3 separate regions of the Rattus norvegicus genome follow, and regions 1 and 3 are each linked to region 2. The links are chromatin contacts, called in public Hi-C maps. All regions are on one chromosome and are shown on one strand. The core of a region is the stretch at or near the end of the contact, and the rest is flanking DNA. Distances in the headings are between cores, read along the strand shown.

What was found. A called contact is a pair of places that touch in the nucleus more often than the background predicts.
Region 1: a contact with region 2 is called in a Hi-C map of frontal cortex, with 2.9 times the contacts expected there. The contact joins the enhancer-like site here to the promoter of Mllt3 in region 2. A contact is called at or near these places in 6 of 12 Hi-C or Micro-C datasets (the A7r5 cell line, the Rat2 cell line, Schwann cells and 3 more).
Region 3: a contact with region 2 is called in a Hi-C map of the A7r5 cell line, with 8 times the contacts expected there. The contact joins the enhancer-like site here to the promoter of Mllt3 in region 2. A contact is called at or near these places in 5 of 12 Hi-C or Micro-C datasets (the A7r5 cell line, Schwann cells, frontal cortex and 2 more).

The regions. Positions count from the first base shown.
Region 1 is chr5:107,722,487-107,725,326 of GRCr8, reverse strand. Focad (focadhesin) reads right to left here. Exons shown (of 44, transcript NM_001427695.1): 11 at 668-925. Among named protein-coding and RNA genes, the nearest start is that of Focad, 110 kb to the right of the region's middle. Within about 2 kb of position 1,461, at least 14 of the 93 cell types and tissues checked have an H3K27ac peak or open chromatin away from gene starts, as enhancers often do.
Region 2 is chr5:107,559,837-107,562,903 of GRCr8, reverse strand. Mllt3 (MLLT3, super elongation complex subunit) reads left to right here and starts at 1,552. Exons shown (of 11, transcript NM_053718.4): 1 at 1,552-1,873. The coding sequence starts at 1,862.
Region 3 is chr5:107,316,916-107,319,796 of GRCr8, reverse strand. All of the region lies in intron 8 of Mllt3 (MLLT3, super elongation complex subunit), which reads left to right. Among named protein-coding and RNA genes, the nearest start is that of Mllt3, 240 kb to the left of the region's middle. Within about 2 kb of position 1,631, at least 6 of the 93 cell types and tissues checked have an H3K27ac peak or open chromatin away from gene starts, as enhancers often do.

The sequences.
Region 1 (2,840 bases), core at 212-2,711, 160 kb before region 2:
TTTGTATTAGAGGTGAAGTTTTTCTTCACTATGCCTGAAAGAAAATCTACACATAGACACCAATAAACGGAATATAAAAAGTGCCATGTCTGCTGGTTAGAAAACCACACAGAAAACATTCTAGAAAGTCTAAGCAATAGAAAAAAGAAGACTGTTCTAAACTTATTTCTATTTTTAGAGGAGGAGGGAAGTCTTATTTATGTCTGACTGCTTATTACACTCAAGCTCCATGCAGACAGGATGACAACTGTTTATCTCACAGCCTTGTCTGCAGATCAGGACCACACAGGGTAAGGATACAATGTTTCTGTTTATTAAATGACTGAGTGAAGACAGGATCAAACTGTAAGGAATCTATCATGGATTGATTAACCTGGGTCACGTAAGATCAATATTAGAACTAAAAAGAAATGCACCGTGGAACGGGTTGTGACGAGCAGAACAAAAACGTACTGAATTCAGGGTTCCTCGAAAATTGTAGTTTAAAGAAAAATACTTGCACTGTTAAGGGAACATCAACTCAGAGTAAGAATAAAGAAACCAAACTAGGAAAATAGACATTTTTAAGGCCATAAGTTAAAACATCATCATAAATAAACTAATAATAATCCATAATTATAAATACTAAGCTTTTCTCCCATTCCCTTTCCATATTTTCTGTCTTTACCTGAGAGGAATCTGCTTGAGCTAACTGTGTGGTGACCTTCAGTATCTGCTGAAGATTCTGTCCTCCATCTTCAACAAGCAGGTGAGCCAGCAGTAAGAAAACATGTGGGGGGATCACTGTGGTGGCAGGGAGCAAGGACTCTACTGCAGCCAGCCAGTCACTCGCTGCGGACGCTTCTCCCATGACTTCAAGAATCCTGCAGGCAGTGAAGACTGAGCCATACATGCTGCTCACAGGAAAAGCAAGCCTGCAGGAGATCTGGAAAACAGACATAAGAAGGCATTAAAAAAATGAGATGAGTATATGTCAGAAAGATATTCCTATTCCTGACATTCACGTATTTTACAATGCATTATCAAAATCATTCCCCCAACGACAAAAAATAGACACTTTGAGGTCCTGCCAAATGGCTCTCCACCCAAATGTGAGGCAATAGGATGAGACAAAGAGGAAAACAGTTGTTCCATTGAACTGGGGAATGCTTTCACACAGATTTTTTTTCTCTATTTACCATTCACTTCCTATTAAGACAGAGAAGGGAAATGGATCAATATACAAGATCCAAAAGCAACAGAGTTTGGGAAAATCTATTTCCACTTTTTAAAAAAGCCTCAAAGTGACCAACAATGAGAAGAAAAATAGATGCCCCGCTTCATTTGCCCAGCTCCAGGCCCTTGCAAGCGGCAGCCCAAAGCAGATGGCAGACTTGGACACGGGACAATTCCCATTGGTAACAGACAGTATGTGGACAGGAACAGAGTTGGTTCAGCCCGAGCCTGGTAATTCATTAGTAATTGTGAATAACTTCAGCTACAAAACATAGTCCCAGCTCTAAGCTGAACAAGACCAAGAGATGGTGCTGCATTTCAGCAAATCTGAGAAAAAGCTCCTCACATAAGTGTGGTACTGTCGTCAGGTCCAGGGAGTGAACAAGACTATGCAGTGACACTTGAGTGGAAACAACTCAAATGAAGCCACAAGCATTGCAGAAGCATTTGACACTGTCTGCTAATAGAGTCGATCACATTTCACAGAAGAGAATGGCAGAACGTAAACTCTCTTAATACCTATTATCATAGGATGACATAAGTATAAAAATAACCATCGAAAGGATGGGAAACCTAAATGTTATGTGCTTTTTTTAAGTTTATGATTTAGTAGATGTCAGTAATTGATAGAATTTTGAGACCATCACCAGGGTTGACTTTTACGATATTTCCATTACTCCAAGGGGAAACCCCAATAGCAGACCCCTGTTTCCTGTCCCTGGAAACCACCCACTGGCATTATATTTTTACTCTGGCTATTTTATGTGATATAAAGCATGTAATTTTGGATGTTTTATGACAGGTTTTATATGTTAGACACCACTCATTTTGCTGCTTCCTCTCATTTAGCATGTTTCAAGGACTGTTCATGTCCTGGCTTGGGTCTGTACATCTCATTGCCAAACAGCATATATAGCTCCTCTTGTCGATCCATTCATGATGGATGGGTAATTGAGCCATTTCCATTCTGGGAAGCAATTATAAACACTGCCATCAGCGTTTCCACAAACATTTGTAAGACAATTCAAATAAATACACAACTCTTTTGAACATATGATAAAGAGAGGCTGTCAGGTTTGAACATTAAATAGTACTCTAAAAACAAGTATGGAAGTTCTAGCCATACTAATGACTAATGTGAACAGATTCCCCAAGTGAAAATATAAGAAACATAAATAGTTTACATAGAACACCATTATTTTTTCCAAAAGAGGCTGAGGTTGTACTGCATTATATTGTAGTACGCTGTATTGTATTGCTGTATAGCAAACTGGTAACCACTAAGCAAAATCTTCTCTTTAAAACAGCAAGAATGCACTACTAGGAACCATAGCGAATAACAGGGCCTCTCGTCATATACCATTTTATACTTTCTGAGCCATGCAAATGTATTACTATTTCAAAAATCATACAGAATTTAAGCCTAAATACTAATCTAAATTTATATACCTTCGTCTTATAAAAGGTACTGTTGACAAGAAGATAAAATTCATTAATGATGATGGCCACATCCTTTATACTAATGAAAACAACACTAGATCTGAGACATAAAAGACTTGGTCTTCAGAAAAACCAAGGCAGTCATGAAATACCCTGCAATCGCTCTAAACTTTACTTTACTCAAT
Region 2 (3,067 bases), core at 303-2,802:
GACCTGGTCTCATCTAATCCCCCATCATCCACTTTGTGAGTAGTGGGAAGAAAAGAACATGGTCATGGAGAAGGCACCCCAGGCAACCTCCTTCCCGTTATTCTCAAGTCTTTAATGCAAGGACGGAGTGAGTGAGTTGTGCTTTCAAGGTCTCCAGGCGAGAGGAAAAGAGGAGAGCAATAAAGTTGAGTCAGAAAGAGGAAGAGAGACAGAAAACCCAGGGAGAAAGGAGGACAGAAGCTGACAATCCAGAGAAAAGGGGTGGTGAACAAAAGAAAGTCTGGAAAATAGCCACCTCCCCAAACCAATTCAAGAAAGGAGTTAAGAGCCAGAGAGGTACAAGAACTTTATTTAACGAAACAAAGTCACACCCATCTTTCATTTTCGTATCTCGCCTAGATCTTATCCGTTTCCTTTTTAAAGGTTGTCTGGGTTTCTAGAGGAAGCTAGTAACTCTTTTATTTTCCCCTTTCGCCTCACGTATGGCTTGATATTCTACCCATGGCCACTGAGACAAAATACAATCGGAGCTGGGGCATTTGTAGAAGAGCGACTCTAGAACACTTCTGCGAAGGGTTGTCACCCGGGAGCCTAAATGGGTTAATACCCAGAGATGGATTGTGCTGGCTGTCACCAATATGCCTAAAGATTATAATCCAATTTATGCACATTACAGTCAGTATTAACTTTATCTATTTTAAGGCTCCCAGTAGCCTGGTGCGCCCTTAGAGAGAGGGCAGACCCTGATGCAACCCAGCAGGTTGTCAGTGGTGTGTGTGGGGGAGCCACAAGAAGCAAACAACTGGTTCCCAGAGGCTCTGCACCGGGCACTCCCAGGTGTCCCGCCTCCACCTGGGCACGGTTCACAGTCCGGGAACACCGAGGCGGGAGGCGTTTCCTAGGAAGGAAATGACATTCTTGTTTCGCGTTCATTTCTTTTTTAAGTTTTCAGTAACGGCGGCAGGAGGGCGGGGTGGGCTGGTGCCTCCGAGTAGATAGGGAAAGGGATTTAAGGGTTGCTGCGGGCTGTTCAGTCCCAGAGATTGCTATTAGGAGGCTTTTTTTTTTTCAAAAATTTTTTTGTTGCGTGGATTTCTCTCGCTCTCTGTTTAAGTAAGTTTGTTTGGGTGTGCGTTCTTGCGATTTCAGCACAAACCCACAAAAATCCATGGTGGAAAGTAAAAACAAGCCTGCTCCCCCTTCCCAAACGTGCTCACTGCCGCCAAAGACTTGAATTAACTACCCCATCTCCTGCGGCTGGGGGCTCCAGGCAGTGGCCACATTCCAGCAGTTTTAATCCGTTTTTTATTGTAGGGCGAACGGAGTTTGCACAGGGGCCGGGATGGCTCCCCAGCTGGCCGCTCTCCCAGTGCCAGGCCCCCTCCCTTCATTTCCTCCCCCTCCCCCATCAGGAACCTGTTACTTTAAGCGAGGCGTTCCAGTGTGGCGCTGCGGGCCGCCGGGGTTTCGGGAGGCGGCCTCTGATTGGCTCTTTCGAGCTCCCCCTGGCTCGGTCGCTCGGCCTCCCCGCGCGCTCCGCCCCGCCCGCGCGCCCTCCCTCCGCCCCGAGAGGCTCGAAGCCCGGGTGTCAGGCGCCACGGCGCATGCTCCGGACTCATCTCTGGCCCCGGAGCTGCTGCTGCTGCTGCTGCTGCTGCTTTTGCTTTTGGGGCTGAGTTTAATAAGCGAGCGAGAGAGCGAGCACGGGGTGGGGTGGGGGCAAAGGCAGAGCATGTCCGCCATCTACCCTCAGCTCCCGGGCGCGCTCTCATTCATAGCAGCCTCTTCATGAATTACAGCTGAAGGGGGCGGGGGAGGGGGGTACCACACAACACCCCGGCAAACCTCCGGGCCCCCAGGCATGGCTAGCTCGGTAAGTACATGCAAAAATAATAATAAAAGCCCCCCTCCCTCTCCTCCTCCGCCCCGCGCCGCCGCAGCCCAGACAGCGCCAGCGCTCCGCGGTTCCAATTAGAGAAAGGTTGGTTTTGCTCGCGGGGAGCTGCCGCCTCTCCCTCCTCCCCACCCCCCCCGGCGCGCGCGCACACACTCGCACACTCGCCGCCGCCGCCGCCACCACCACCACCCCCCCGCGCCTCCCGCCCGCCTCGCCTCTTTGCAATCGCAAGAAGCGCACTCACACTCCCTCTGGCTCACACACGCGCACACACACACTCACACCCGGTGGAAGGAGGCGAATAATAACTCAGCCATATTTCAGCCGCCGCCGCTGCCGGGAGCTGCGGGCACGGTCCGGGGACGCGGCGAGCAGCCTCTGCGGCCGCACCTCCGCCGCCGAGCGCCGCGGCCGCCACGATGGTGCGTTCTCCGCGGCGCGCGCGTGAGCCCGAGTGTGCGGGCTGACAGCGGCGGGGCTGCTCGCAACTTTGCCCCAGCGGCCGGTGTGCGCGACCAGGACTCGGCGGCGGTCCGCCAGTAGCCCTGCCTTTCTGCATTTCGTGGCTTTCGCTGGCGGGGGGAGGCTGGAGGGAGTTTGCGACCACTTTGGCTCTTGAAAGTGTGCAGCGTTGGCTCTTGTTGGACTGGCCTTGCCGGTCGTGGGGGGCTGTTCGCCGAGGGGTGCGGGGTGCTTTGAGTTGTGGATGCCTTGGCGTGTTTTCGTGCGGGCGTGAGTGAGTGTGTGTATGTGTGACGACGTCTCATTCTTGTGCATGAACCCCATGGTAAGAAAGAACACGGGAGTTTGTGCCCATTAGCAGAGGCTGCCTGTAGTTTCCATTCCGCCTGGCACCGCGCTCCACACGCACGCACACATACACGTACACAAAGACTTCCTCGGTGTGTGCCTGTCGCCGCGGTACTTTCGGGGAGGGGGTTCTCTAGAACCCCGGGTCCCCCATCCCAACCACCTCCCCTCCCACGCCGGGAAAGAGCCCCAGCATCCCCTCCTGATTGTCTCCTAATTTGTTACCGACGCGTTTGTTGTCGTGCTTGCCATGGTGGTCGTGTTCTCCCCTTTCCCCGACCCCCTTCGCGACTAGGGGTAACATTCCGTTACAATCCCAGCCGCTGTGCAGAGGCGCCGGGGGCCCCTGCGGCCCGACCC
Region 3 (2,881 bases), core at 382-2,881, 240 kb after region 2:
ATTTTTGCTCACTGTTTCGGGGTCTTGGTCCTAGATCACCTGGCTTCATTGTTCTGGGCCGATGATGAAGTAGAGTGGGATTTGTTTGGTGAATCCACATAAAGAGGAAATAGTGTGAAAATAACTTTCACATGGGCACAAAAATAAGATCTAAATTCCAGGGACCCACTGTCTTCAACCAGATTCCTTGTCTAAATGTCTGTCAGTTTACAAACCTATCAACGGACTTATCTATTGATTAAGACAGAGCCCTTAGGAGGTGGTCATTTTCTCAAATGCCTACCTTTGAAGCATTCTGTAGTAGGAACCAAGCCTTCGACACAAGTGCCTTTACAGAGCATTCTAGCTCCAAGCCATAAAATTGCCTTTTCCATATTGATACTGATCTCACAACTTTGAGTAGTGTTAGATACAGCGGAACTGTCTGCTGCCCCATCTCACATCTCCCAGGGTCTAAGGAATGGATAAGGTGCTAATTGAGTCAAGTATTTTCTAACTACTGAAGAAAGAACACAGAGCCACATGTCAACAAAGCAAAGAAGTCAATAGAAGTGTCATTAGGAGTTATTAATAGTGGCTAGCATAGGAAGAGTGTCAGTAGATAATCCATCTGCTGCATGATTGACTTGTTCCTCACCAAGGGGTTCAGAAAAAGTCTTGAAAATTTGATTCCCAAGCCATATCCTCAGATGTAGAATGAAGCACTACTAATTGGGATTGCTCTGTTTTAGAGATTGCCTTGTCTGATGGTTTAATTCAGTGTCTTGGGGTGGCTGTTTCCCTCTGCTCAGTTGATTGGTAAATAACAAAAAGTTTTACAATCATTTAAAGAAAGATGGCTTTCCCCCAACCCCAAACAGAGTGCATAAATTACAAACATACAAACAAACAAAACAAACAAACCCCCTGTCTTCTTAACCAAGCATAGACTGTGGATGGCAGATGTAAATCCCAGGGAGGACGTGATCCACTCAATTCAGCCAATATTCAGAATATCATAAATCACCTCTCCGCCTGCCAGGCATGGGTGAAATTCAGAAGAGTCTAGCCAGTTAAACAGGTTTGAAATAAGCCTTCGGAAGACAAGGTGTTGTACTTTTATATTCTGGATTCAGTCCCCGAAGATAAGAAATGATCATAAAAAAAAAAAATGTCTTCAGTATGGCTCCGCTTTCTCAGAATGAGGTTTTGACAAAGCTGTTTATTTTGGAGCAAGGACAGATCAAAGAGGGAAGATTAACCGAGCCCTCTCTGGGCAGCCACTCAGTAACTTGAGGCGGGTCACTGACACCCGGGGCTTTTGTTCCTGCCACCACAGCCTCAGAAGAAAGAAAACAGGATTTCAGTGTATTTTAGCCTTCTGTGCTGTCGCACTTTCGGAATGTGTGGGGTTGGACTTAAGCAGCCCAAATGTTCTACCTATTTTCTGCTTTGAAGAGAGGTTGCAGTATTGTCTGAACCTAACTTGTAAAGTTCCTTTGCAAATATAGCATCTCCAGACACTTGGGGGAGAAGTGGGGGATGGGGCCTCGGGAGGGGCAGATGTGATGGGAACAGATTCAGTTCTCTGAAGCACAAGGCAGACCTTCAGGGCTGCTCTCTCCTCCCTGCCTCAAATCTCAGCCAATTGTCCCTGTGTGGCCCAGCCCTGCTGCATTGGCCAGGAGTGCCATCTACTGACCTACTTACTCCAGGTCTCTGTGCTGGTTTTCCCCTTGAGGTCTCATTTCCAGCAATAATAAAGAGAAGGAGATTGCAAACACACAGTGGAGATTTTTGAGCACGTTAAAAATGATTGCCTTGCCTATGTTATTAGGTGATTTTCTTCTGTGGCCAGAAGGGTAGTATTTTAAGTTCGCCTGGCCAAATCAGTCATTTGCTTATTTTAATATTAAAAATGAATCTCAGGGAACACTGTTAGAATGTGTGTTACTGATGCATTATTTTCAAATCAAAGAGAAATATTTTATTTAGGAGTGTTTACTTATGCCAGAATATCATGGCCCTATTATCACCAAGTAGAATACTTACTCATTTTATAGCTGAATGAGACTACAGACGTTAACTTGTTTGTCTCATTCGTGTTTGGAGGCCCCAGGATGTTAAATGATATGCAAATCATCTGGTCCTATTCCTCTGTCATCACAAATTAAAAGTGAACACACCCTTGAGATCTTTGGTATATTATATGGTATTGAGGAAACCGTCTGCAGATTGAATTAGGACAGTGAACGGTATAGGGATGAGTAGGAGGAATATGGGACTTTTAAGAACATCCTTAGCATTTGGTATTAGTTTCTGATTATGGGATTTGGGTTATAATGAGAGAATATAAATTGCTTTTTATGTCTCTGCACATTCGTAAGCACTCACCAGCAAATGCAGTTATCCTCAACCTTTTCAAGCCGGAGCCATTTAACAATAGTCCTCCCAGAACCCTCAATATTGAGGATCCTGTATAAGTCAGTTGCATTTGTTAAACTGTAGTATTCTCTGTTAGTTGTGAGCATAGCTACCCAAGCTTCTGAATGGTGTATGAAAGTGTGCTGCACATGATCTGAATCACAGTTAACCCAGAAGAAGGAGAAGGTACTTGGCATTGTAGCATACATAACCACATCATTTCTTCAACCATAACTGTCTCTGCCATCAAAAGGTCCCAGACTACAACTAACTGATGGCCACCTTCACTCCCAAAGCCATGTCAGTATAGTGGAATAAGGTCCCAGCATCCGAAAGGCAGGTGTTCCAGAGGGTGAGGGTTCTTTTATCATCCCTAGCCCACCAAGCACTAGGATTCATGCTGAAGCTGCAGAATAAGCAGGAAAGAAGTCCGCCAGCCGGGACTGCAGTCTCGAAATAACTCAGCTGCTATGCGTGT